Regions from separate parts of the Anas platyrhynchos genome. Here region 2 is linked to region 1. A link is a contact called in public Hi-C data. All regions are on one chromosome and are shown on one strand. Each heading gives the region's core, a stretch centred on a gene start, on an enhancer-like site or on the middle of the called end of the contact. The rest is flanking DNA. Distances are from core to core; before and after follow the strand shown. Region 1 has its middle 14 kb from the start of SLC30A1. Region 2 overlaps RD3 (RD3 regulator of GUCY2D).

Region 1 (4,381 bases), core at 1,276-3,775:
CAGACCTTTTCCCTAACCCCCAGCCCGACCCTCCCCTGCCCAGCTCCATGCCATTCCTTCGGGTCCTGTCGCTGTCCCCAGAGAGCAGAGCTCAGCGCCTGCCCCTCCGCTCCCCTCGTGAGGGAGCTGCAGGCCGCCATGAGGCCTCCCCTCAGCCTGCTCTGCTCAGGGCTGAGCAAACCAAGGGGCCTCAGCTGCTCATCATGTGTCCTGCCCTCCAGACCCTTCACCAATTTCATGGCCCTCCTTTGGATGCTCTCTAGCAGTTTCATGTCCTTTTTATGCTGTAGTGCCCAGACCTGCACACAGCACTGCAGGTGAGGCCGCAGCAGCGCAGAGCAGAGCAGGACAAGTGCTTCCCCCAGCCAGCAGTGCCAGGCTTGGAGTACCCCAGGGCACGGTTGGCCCTTTTGGCTGCCAGGGCACACAGCTGGCTCATGTTCCACTTGCCATTGACCAAAACCCCCAGCTCCCTTTCTGCAGTGCAGTTCTCCAGCCTCCCATCCCCCAGTCTGTACGTGCAGCCAGGTAACAAGATTCAATGCAAGAGAACACCTCTGAAGGAATATGCTGCAAAGAGATGGCCTTAAAACAACTAAAGGGATCAGTGGACTTTTTGGCCCCAATGATTCTTGGTCAATTTTGTGAAAAATTCTCCCCAAAACCCATAGAAGAAGAAGAGATTGTGAAATGGTCATAAATGAGAATTCTCCTGTAGAACATGCACCTTGCAAAAGGAGTTACATGGAAATCCTTCGCTTCCTACACCGCTGATGTAGGGTTAATGTTTCTACCACCCCAGACATAAGACAATGAAACCCCCAGGAGCTGTAAATAAACTACTGCTGTTTAAACAGCCACTCCTGCTCCCATGCCAAAGGAGGATTAGCTCCAACAAAATGAAAAGAGGAGAAAGGATACCAAATATTATCATAACTTGATACCTTCTCAGTAATCAGTATAAAATTACTTAAAATTATCCTTCCTCTTCTTTGAAGTAACCACTTTCTAAAACAAATAAGCAAAAGTGACACAAGTGTGAGGAACCCTGATGAGAAGACAGAGCAGAGTGCATATGGTGACGGTCTCACCCTGTTAATTCAGAGTGAATTCGCCTCCTGTGAAGGTAGGAAATCAGGCTACCGGGCTGTCAACCCAAAGACTGGTATTAAATGAATTAAGAAAATGAGGAGGGTGGATGTTGCTATAGAGAGATTTCCAGTTTACCTAATAGCCTGCATTGGTAAGTTATGAATGACCCAGTAGCTGTGTAAAGACAACTCATCAGCATGTTTTTTTTCCTACTAGAAACGTGCTTAAAAGTAAACAAAAACCTTACTGACAGGTGATGGAAGTCCCAAATATGAGTTTCCCTAGAATAACTGTCAGGTTGAGAATTGTCTGTTGCTCTTTTCGTACTTTTTTTATTTATCAGGGGCAGGAAAGTACCTCAGCAGTAGCCAGGGGTCTTGAAGGCGTTAGATGCAGTTAGGGGCAGGTGATGCTAACACTGCATACACCTCCTGTTTCTCAGCACTGCTGAGGCTGATAAGAGTTGCCCTGGCATTAAAAAAGTGAGCAGCTACCATTCTTCCAGGGCTGAGTCACCAGGAAGAATGAGGCTGTAAACTGGGGAAGAAGCTAATTATTTTGTGTTTGGCTAGTCAAAAGAAGACAGGTCTATGTTTGCATATGATGAAAGCTGTCCTTACCACTGCAAAGATTTGGTTTTATTCAGTTTCTCTTCTTGATGCTTCTGAATTTCTATAAGGAAACAACTGGTGATTTTACTATAGGACCACTAAAAACGTTTGTTCACAGCCTGGTACTGTGGGATACTGGATCAGGACTAAAGCTGGCAGCGTCTTTGGCAGTACACGTTTATATGATAATAAAAATACATCCCTGAAGAACATACACGGTTTTTCCCCAACTTTGTACCAATGCCAATTGGTTACATACGAGATATCTTTACATGTCCACTAACTCCAAACTTCTGAACAGCTAAATAGCATTATTCAGCATGTGCTGTTCTCAAAGTACTTCACCATGGCATAGGAATTTCTTCAGTTCCACCTTATTAAGCTGATTTTTTTTAATTTTTTTTTTTAAGAAAGTTGGCTGTTCGCCCAAGCTGAAGACGTGGATAAACATCTTGGTAAGCAGGACATGGAGCCTGTATGGCACACAGGGAGCCTTTAGAAACAGTTCCCATTTCAGACAGGGAGTTTTGCATGCGACTGGGGCACTGCAGATATGGCAGGCCACTTGCAAACGCTGCAAAACATTGCAATAATGCTTAGAATCGACCCTTGTAGCAAGGGCTACTTCACTTCCAGAAAATGGCCTTGCAGCTGGAATCCAAACCGTCAAAAATGAAATTTAAAAAAAGCAAGGGACCATTAGAACAGCTGGTCAACTTAAGCCAAGCTTCTAGGGTTTTATATAAGAAGTTCCTGCAGAGCCAGATTTGAAAACAAAGCTCATGGTTATTGCCTGGCACGAGCCCAAGGCCGAGTTCCTTGGCTGGGCTCTGCTGTTCAGTTGAGCTCATTCCCTGGAGCACAAGCGGAGGACCAGGCTTCCAAGACCATGATTAACCCACCGCTTCTTGCCAACACTTAACTGTTTTGTTTGCACCCGCAGCCATGCCAGCAGCAAGTGCAAATTAGCAGCAGTTACAAGACTGGTCTGCTGTGGATTCCTTTAGTCTGAACGTGAGACAGCAAAATGAACAGGGAAAGAGGTTAAAAACATGCACAAGTGAAGGCTGCGGTTGTTCATACACAGATTCCCTTCCAAGCTTCTGAAGTAAGGTTTTCAGGGCTCTGCCCAGACAAATTCCCTGAACTTAGGCAATGCAGGGTCTTGTTTTCAGTACCTTAGTTAAGATCAGTAACTAGAAAAAATTCTTCCACGGCCTTTTGCTTTGTGCTAATGGAGGTCCATTGGACATGGCTTTGCACGGAGGTGAAGTTCCCATGTTTCTAGTTTCCTTTTGAGGCATCAAGCCCTGAGTCAGGAATTCAGCTTTGAAGAAGAGTGGGAAATTTAAAGGAGGGAGCTTTGCTTGTTGCATCCTCTGCAGAGACTGAGTAACACATTCTTGGCTGCTCGCCTGTATTCACCACACTGTTGATCTGTGCCCATCACATGGCTGAGGGTGACTGAAGGAAAATAGGTGAAAAGTGACCTCATGTATGAGGGTGAGGCCCAAGCCTGCCTTATGGGCAGACAGCTCCCTTTGAGCACATCACACAATTGTTTTCTGATCACACGGGTCCCTCTGGAAACGAACCTAATGGTGAGAAGGTTTTCCTAGCTTTCAGTTCACCTGGGGAGAAAAATTCAAAATGTGCCCTAAAGGTAAGCCTGTAATAATTCTTACAGAACTAGGTTATTTTTTCCAATCAACCAAATACTTCCTTGATTATATCATTTTCTTTAATGCTAATGCTTCCTCCTGCTTTTAGTTGCAACCACAAAGTACTTGCAATCCAGTTCAAGCTAATTACGTGGATCATTGCCATAGGAGGTATTTGCTTCACCTCCCAGGAAATCATTATCTGTCATGATCTGCCATTTGCCCTGATGGCTTTGTTTATGTTATCATCCAAGTCTCAGAAAGTCTATATTATCTTTCCCTAGTGGCAACTAAAGATTGATTAGCAGTAGCCAGGAACGACTTTAAATGGCAATTAGTGCTCAGGTTGGTCCGTGACTTTTACACTTGTGTTTGTCAGGCAGGATTTTCTAAACTTCCTGGATGACCTAAATAGGCACCTAGCTCTGGGGTCACTGCAGTATTCCCTGATGGTCTGTGAAGAGCTGAGAGGTCAGATATATAATATTGCTTCTAGTTGCAATTGGATGATAAAATGCATTATGAGCAGAAAAAAAAAAAATGCATTCACTGTTCCCTAATACTACATACAACTCCAGAGAGGTCTGTGGTGCCCCAGCTTGCCAGAGGGCTATTGATGTGACTCCTTGTCAAGGAAAGTCCGATTTGGTGGAAGCCAAGATTGAGAGCTCTACCTGAAGTGGCTTGTCTTCACTTCTGGTGAATAAGATGGATGCATTGTTCCTGCTGTGCCTGTGGCAATGGACGTTGTCCACACATTGCAGACAAGCGTAAGTATTTACAGACATCTCATGCTAATGAAGTTGAAGTCCAGCCAAGGTTTCACTGAATTTGAAGGGAAGCTTGTCATCTGCTTTACCGGGCTTCTGTTGTGTCCTTGGGACTTAGACTGATACATACGTGCAAAAAATTGTCTTATGCATAAGCTTCCTTCTGTTGACCTTACAAGAGCAAGACCTGCTGAAAGAGCTGATTAATCAGTAAAAAAGTTTTCAGCAGCTATCTTTGCAAATAAAG
Region 2 (5,058 bases), core at 1,496-3,995, 71 kb before region 1:
GGTCAGAGTTGTCTCCCTGTGCTGACTGTAAAGCTGCTATCTGCTGGCTGAGGTTGGTAATGAGGGACACAGCGCCATCACAGGCTGCTGCGCTGTGTGTGAACAGCCTTCAGGGGCTTTCCTGGGTGTAGGGAAGTTAGGTACTCCTGATTTTCCCTAGGAAAGAGTGCACACATCACAGACGCTGTACGGTAACAGGGTGAGGTGATGGATCAGAATGGCCTTTCTCTCCCAGCAGTCCATCAATGCACTCAATACTGGAGGTGTCAAAATAGGTGAGTTTAAAAAAAAAAAAATTGACTGCAGAGCTGTAGCATGAAATTCATGACCTCATCTCAGCCTTTAGTACCATCCGCAGCTTGCAAATGTATTTTCAAGACCTAACTTTTTTTCAAAACATTTTTTTTCTGCAAATCGTGATCCCTTGGCAGAAATCACACAGCTTTTAGGCAGCTAAGGCTGTGCCAAGCGTGTCAAGCCTTTGTTTTACTTCACATACACAATCCCAGGACTTCACAGGGACAGAGAGCTGAACAACACCAAGCTGATTGATTGTCACAAGGCTTTAAATCTCCCTCAGTGACCTGGAGGTGGAATAGCCCATCCCAAACTCTATTTGGAAGCCCTGAGTTTTTGATTAGAAATAAGTCTCTGCTCTGGCCCTAGGAGGGGTGCTGGTGGCAGCATTCACCAAGGGGCTAGAAGCTACAGCCTGGTGCTAGTAGGAAGCCTCGTGCTCAGTCTTGGGTAGCCAAGAGAAGGAGCCAGAATCCCACAGACTTTCAGAGAGCTGTGAAGGGTCTCATCTTGATTTGTTTTATGGTGCCCTCCCCCATCTCTGAAAGAAACTGCACATTTCTACTCTAGGATAAATTTCATGTGCTGGAATTCTTCCTAGAGTTGGCATGGCTTCAAAGGATTTTATCTTGGCTGTAGTAGCCACGTGCTGACGCAAAGATCCCCGGGGAAAGGAGCTGGAAGCAGGCAAAAGAACAACAAAGCTAGAGGGCCCTCCAGGAGGCTGGATCCCACTGGGATGACTCCCCAGAAGCCAGTCACGCAGGGAGATTCCTCTCTTCCTTCCTTCCCCATCTCCTGTTGGCCACCACAAAGCATCCTCCTAGTCCTTGGCTTCTCTACAGGACCCACGAAGGTCACTCTGTGACACTCTTTCCTTTCCTGGTGAGTTTTCCCTGCGGATGCTGAACTAGGACCCCAGAAGCTCTCTCCTCAGAGGCATTTTCTTGTTTACACAAGGCCTCAGGAGAACTGTGCTGGCCTACAGGCTACTGGGTTTGCATTAAAGCTGCTTCTGTCACGGTACCACCTCACTCTGTGACACAGGAAAGCTCTCAGCTGAGTGCTCAGGAGAAGACCGAGGGAACAGCCCTTCAGTTGCTCACAGCAGCAGCGTATTGAAGTGATCTGAGCTGTGCTAGGAGGGCCCTGCATGAGAGCTGATTCCCTTCACCCCTGGGTGATATCAGTACTTTCAGATTTAGCCATAACCATTAATCTCAGCCCCGTGGCTTGTTACTGGGGGGCAGGGCAGGGCACACCAAGGGGCAAGGACAGCTTGTGATGCAGCACCGAGGTACCCCTCGTGCTCTGCTTCTGTCCGCTCTGCAGGGGCAAGGTTCAGGGGTTCTGCCTGCACAAGGGAGCAAACAGCCAAGGAACCTGAGCACGCACAGACCAGTTGCTGTGGATAAAGCTGGTCTCCCTTCTCAAAAAGCCTGGCTCTTTTTCTGCTTGGGCTGCATTGCTAATTGTCAGCAAAAAGCTGATCAGGAGCAGTGCTGGGCTTTACCTGTGAAGTCTGCTGCAGCACTCAGAAGAGTTCTTAGCTGGAAAGGAAGTTCAGTTCTACTCTCCCAAACCCAAAATCTTGCAAGCCTTACTCGTGCAAGCAGCCTCCCTGCCTTCAGCAGGACAGCTCCAGCCCGCAGTGCTGACCAGCTCAGGGCAACAGCTCCAGTAGGGAACCACATCCAGGCTGTGGGGAGAGGGAGCAGAGACAGCACAGAACTAATTCATTTTCCACAAGGAAGCAGAAATAAAAAGGAGACAGTAAGTGAGCCTTGCCCGTAAGGTTACCGAGTGCTACTAAATTAAAGGAAAGGCCAGCGTGTTTAGTCAGAAATTGTCACACCACGGGCGTCAGCAGCAGTTGCTATGGTCACAGCTTCTGGGAGAGACGGATGGGAAGGGAGAGCTGGAACAGAGAAAAATGGTGGAGCTAAAAAAGGGTTAACCGGGAGTTTGAAAGATTGCTGTCTAAAAACCTTGTTCAGTACAGAGTCAGTAATCCTTGGTGTTCCGAAATTCGGGCATGCTCCAAACCCTCCTGGTGGGCTGGGTGCCCCGTTCCACGTCTTCAGAGATGGTCTTGATGTCGCTGATGAACGGAGAAATCCTGGACCGGGATTTAAACGTTGTTAGGGAGAGGCTGGTTTTGTTCTTTGTGTTCCACTGCCTGGCCAGCTTCTTGGCCTCTTCCTCCTCTTTGATCTTCTCAGCCACTTCCTGCAGGGCAGAGCGGAAGAGCCGGGACACTTCCTGCACTTCTGGCTCGTATTCAGCAATGAGCTGCCGGAACCTGCGAGCACAGTCAGGGCACAGCTTTGATTAAAAACAGCAAATCGGGGCTTGCTGCCAAGTCACAGCGCTAGGCTTGGCACTTGCATGCTCTCGCCAAACGGGGCTCCTTGGATCAAGCACAACACCAGGGAGGAGCCATGGAGATGTGCTCAAGGTCTCCCAGATCACAAGAAAGCCAGAGAATATAAGGAAGCAGTGAATCACTCTGTCTCACAGGCACAAGAAGCAATAAGGAGCAACAAATAAAGCTGGAAGGTGCCACGTTTGAAACGGAAAGTGCTCCTTTCACACAGCACCTCTTAAATCAGAGCTCAGTGCTATCAGCAGCATAAGGAACAAAATAACTAGACGAGTTTGTGGAAAACATCCCCCTCGGTGCTGATTAAACACGACTGTCCAAACGCAAATTCGTGCTCCAATACTGCCTGAACTGCTGCTTACCAGAAGCTGAGGAGAAACCAGGGAAGGTCCCAGCGGACTTCCCATGTTTCATATTCTCTTTCCCCATAGCATTACCCAGTGGCCACTAGCCAGACTCTTACCCCATAAAACTTCTTGGTTATACATTTGATTGTTTCTCAATATTTAAATTTTGGCGAAATGGCATTTTGTCTTCCTGGGGATGTCTGTAAGATAACAGTGGCTCTGCTGATAACACACGGGTTGGCAGCACAGTACGGGATCTCATTAGACAGCTCTCCATTACTCCCGTGCCTCCTCAGCAAAGAGCTCAGAAGATATATACATATTTTGGACATTCATTAAGCTCAATATGAGGGAAGTGAACAATTCCCAGTGTTTCTTTTGTAGGCGAGGAAGATGAGATGCAGAGCAGGGCAGTTGTTTTGGAGTGAGCCCCTGGCTGGGCCGAGAAGCGAGCGTTCCCTTCTGGACGCCTGGCCCCTAGCTCCCGAGGCTCCCGCACTGGCTGTGCAGATATCCTGCTCTTCTCTCAGAGCGTACGCTAATGACAAAGGGTAACGAGGCTGCTCTTCTGATTGGCATTCACTTCTTAACAATCTATAGGCAACTAGAGCTAAGCTAGAACTTCACCAAAAGGCAGGTATTTATACCTAATGGAAGCTGAAGTGTGCAAGGTCTGTAAGCGTGCTGGTATTTTTCTCTAACAGAACTGAATGATGATGGGAAACAGTGAGACTGTGTTTAAATAAGCCTAGTAAGACAGCTGCTGATAGAGTAAGATCCCGCCTCTGGTTTTATTTCCAATCAGCCCAAGGGATACACCAGGGAGTTCAATGCCCTAGGGACTTGCACTGGGTAATGGTACCGAGGGACACCCAAGGTAACAAGGACAGAAGGAAAGCCAAAGGTGTAACAGAAAGATTCGCTGTGTGTTTACACCTTTTGACCCTCACTGTGGAGGGCTGGTGTTGGACACCTCTCCCAGCACCACGCTATAGCCCAGACATTTCCGTGCTGGTTCTCTCACAGCAAGTACTGGCAGCATTGTATACAGCTGTGGAGAGACCAGCACTGCACGGTGCTGAGGAAGCAGCATCAGCAGAGGTACCAGCCCCTTCCGGGACCTGAGGATCGCCTGCTAAAGTCACCACCACGTTCCCTGGCCATCGCAGTTGCTCAGGATGTGTTCCTGACCTGCCTCGCCCTAGCCCTCATCACTCCCCATCCTGAGGGTTACCCACGACAGTGCTGGCAGAGACTTGCTGTACGTTGCAGGCCCCCTTTCTGCCTCCTGAGGAGGCACTTCAGTGGCGTTGTCACAGAGCCACAAACGCAGTTCTCTCAACAAATACACTTTCCCTTTATCCTACTCAGGCACTTAGACAGATGAGTCCATCAAAACTCACGTCCGCACCATCATTGTTATACTGGGGAAAGCATCCTCAGAGGGCTTTCATTGCAGAGGTGAACTGAATGAGTCATCCCATTATTTTACCTCCGTGTGTATTTTAAAGAGTGCTGCTGTCACATTACATCCATCTACCAGTACATCCTCTTCGTTTTGCACGCAGAAGGCCTCTGCAGAGCCTCTGGTGGTGGAGGCTGTCACACTGCTGGCTTGTGGCCCCAGAGCGGACAGCAGCATGTGCCGGCAAGGAGCAGCACCTAACTCTGGGAACAAGAACAAAAAGGGGTGGTACTGCAGAAAGCGCACCCCCTGAGCACAGAGCTCTGTCACGCCGTGGTGCTACTAACCGGTGGATGTAGCTGAAGCAGTTCTCTGAAGTCAGTGCAACTTCCCACCTTCTCAGCCATCTGCCTGTTTGCGCTCTGCTTAGCTGTGGCAGTGAGAACTGCGCTGTGAGCATGCTCTGCAGCTAACATTTCCCTCTGGGCCCTCCAGGACTGACACACGAGCTGCTTAATACGGATTTGAGCAAGTCTAAAAACCAAACAAAGCCACCCCAAATCCCGTCTGCCAGTCACCTTCAGAAAAGCCACTGTCACCATGACACAGAAGGGCCCCTTCCTCCC

Evidence for each region. A called contact is a pair of places that touch in the nucleus more often than the background predicts.
Region 2: a contact with region 1 is called in a Hi-C map of subcutaneous adipose tissue, with 2.1 times the contacts expected there. The contact joins two enhancer-like sites. A contact is called at or near these places in 4 of 8 Hi-C or Micro-C datasets (liver, skeletal muscle and subcutaneous adipose tissue).

The regions. Positions count from the first base shown.
Region 1 is chr3:25,598,720-25,603,100 of IASCAAS_PekinDuck_T2T, reverse strand. No RefSeq gene overlaps it. Among named protein-coding and RNA genes, the nearest start is that of SLC30A1, 14 kb to the left of the region's middle. Within about 2 kb of position 2,525, at least 1 of the 8 cell types and tissues checked has an H3K27ac peak or open chromatin away from gene starts, as enhancers often do. A contact at or near this core is called in subcutaneous adipose tissue, where this site is marked.
Region 2 is chr3:25,668,873-25,673,930 of IASCAAS_PekinDuck_T2T, reverse strand. RD3 (RD3 regulator of GUCY2D) reads right to left here. Exons shown (of 3, transcript XM_072035565.1): 3 at 1-2,599. The coding sequence ends at 2,302. Among named protein-coding and RNA genes, the nearest start is that of RD3, 24 kb to the right of the region's middle. Within about 2 kb of position 2,745, at least 4 of the 8 cell types and tissues checked have an H3K27ac peak or open chromatin away from gene starts, as enhancers often do. A contact at or near this core is called in subcutaneous adipose tissue, where this site is marked.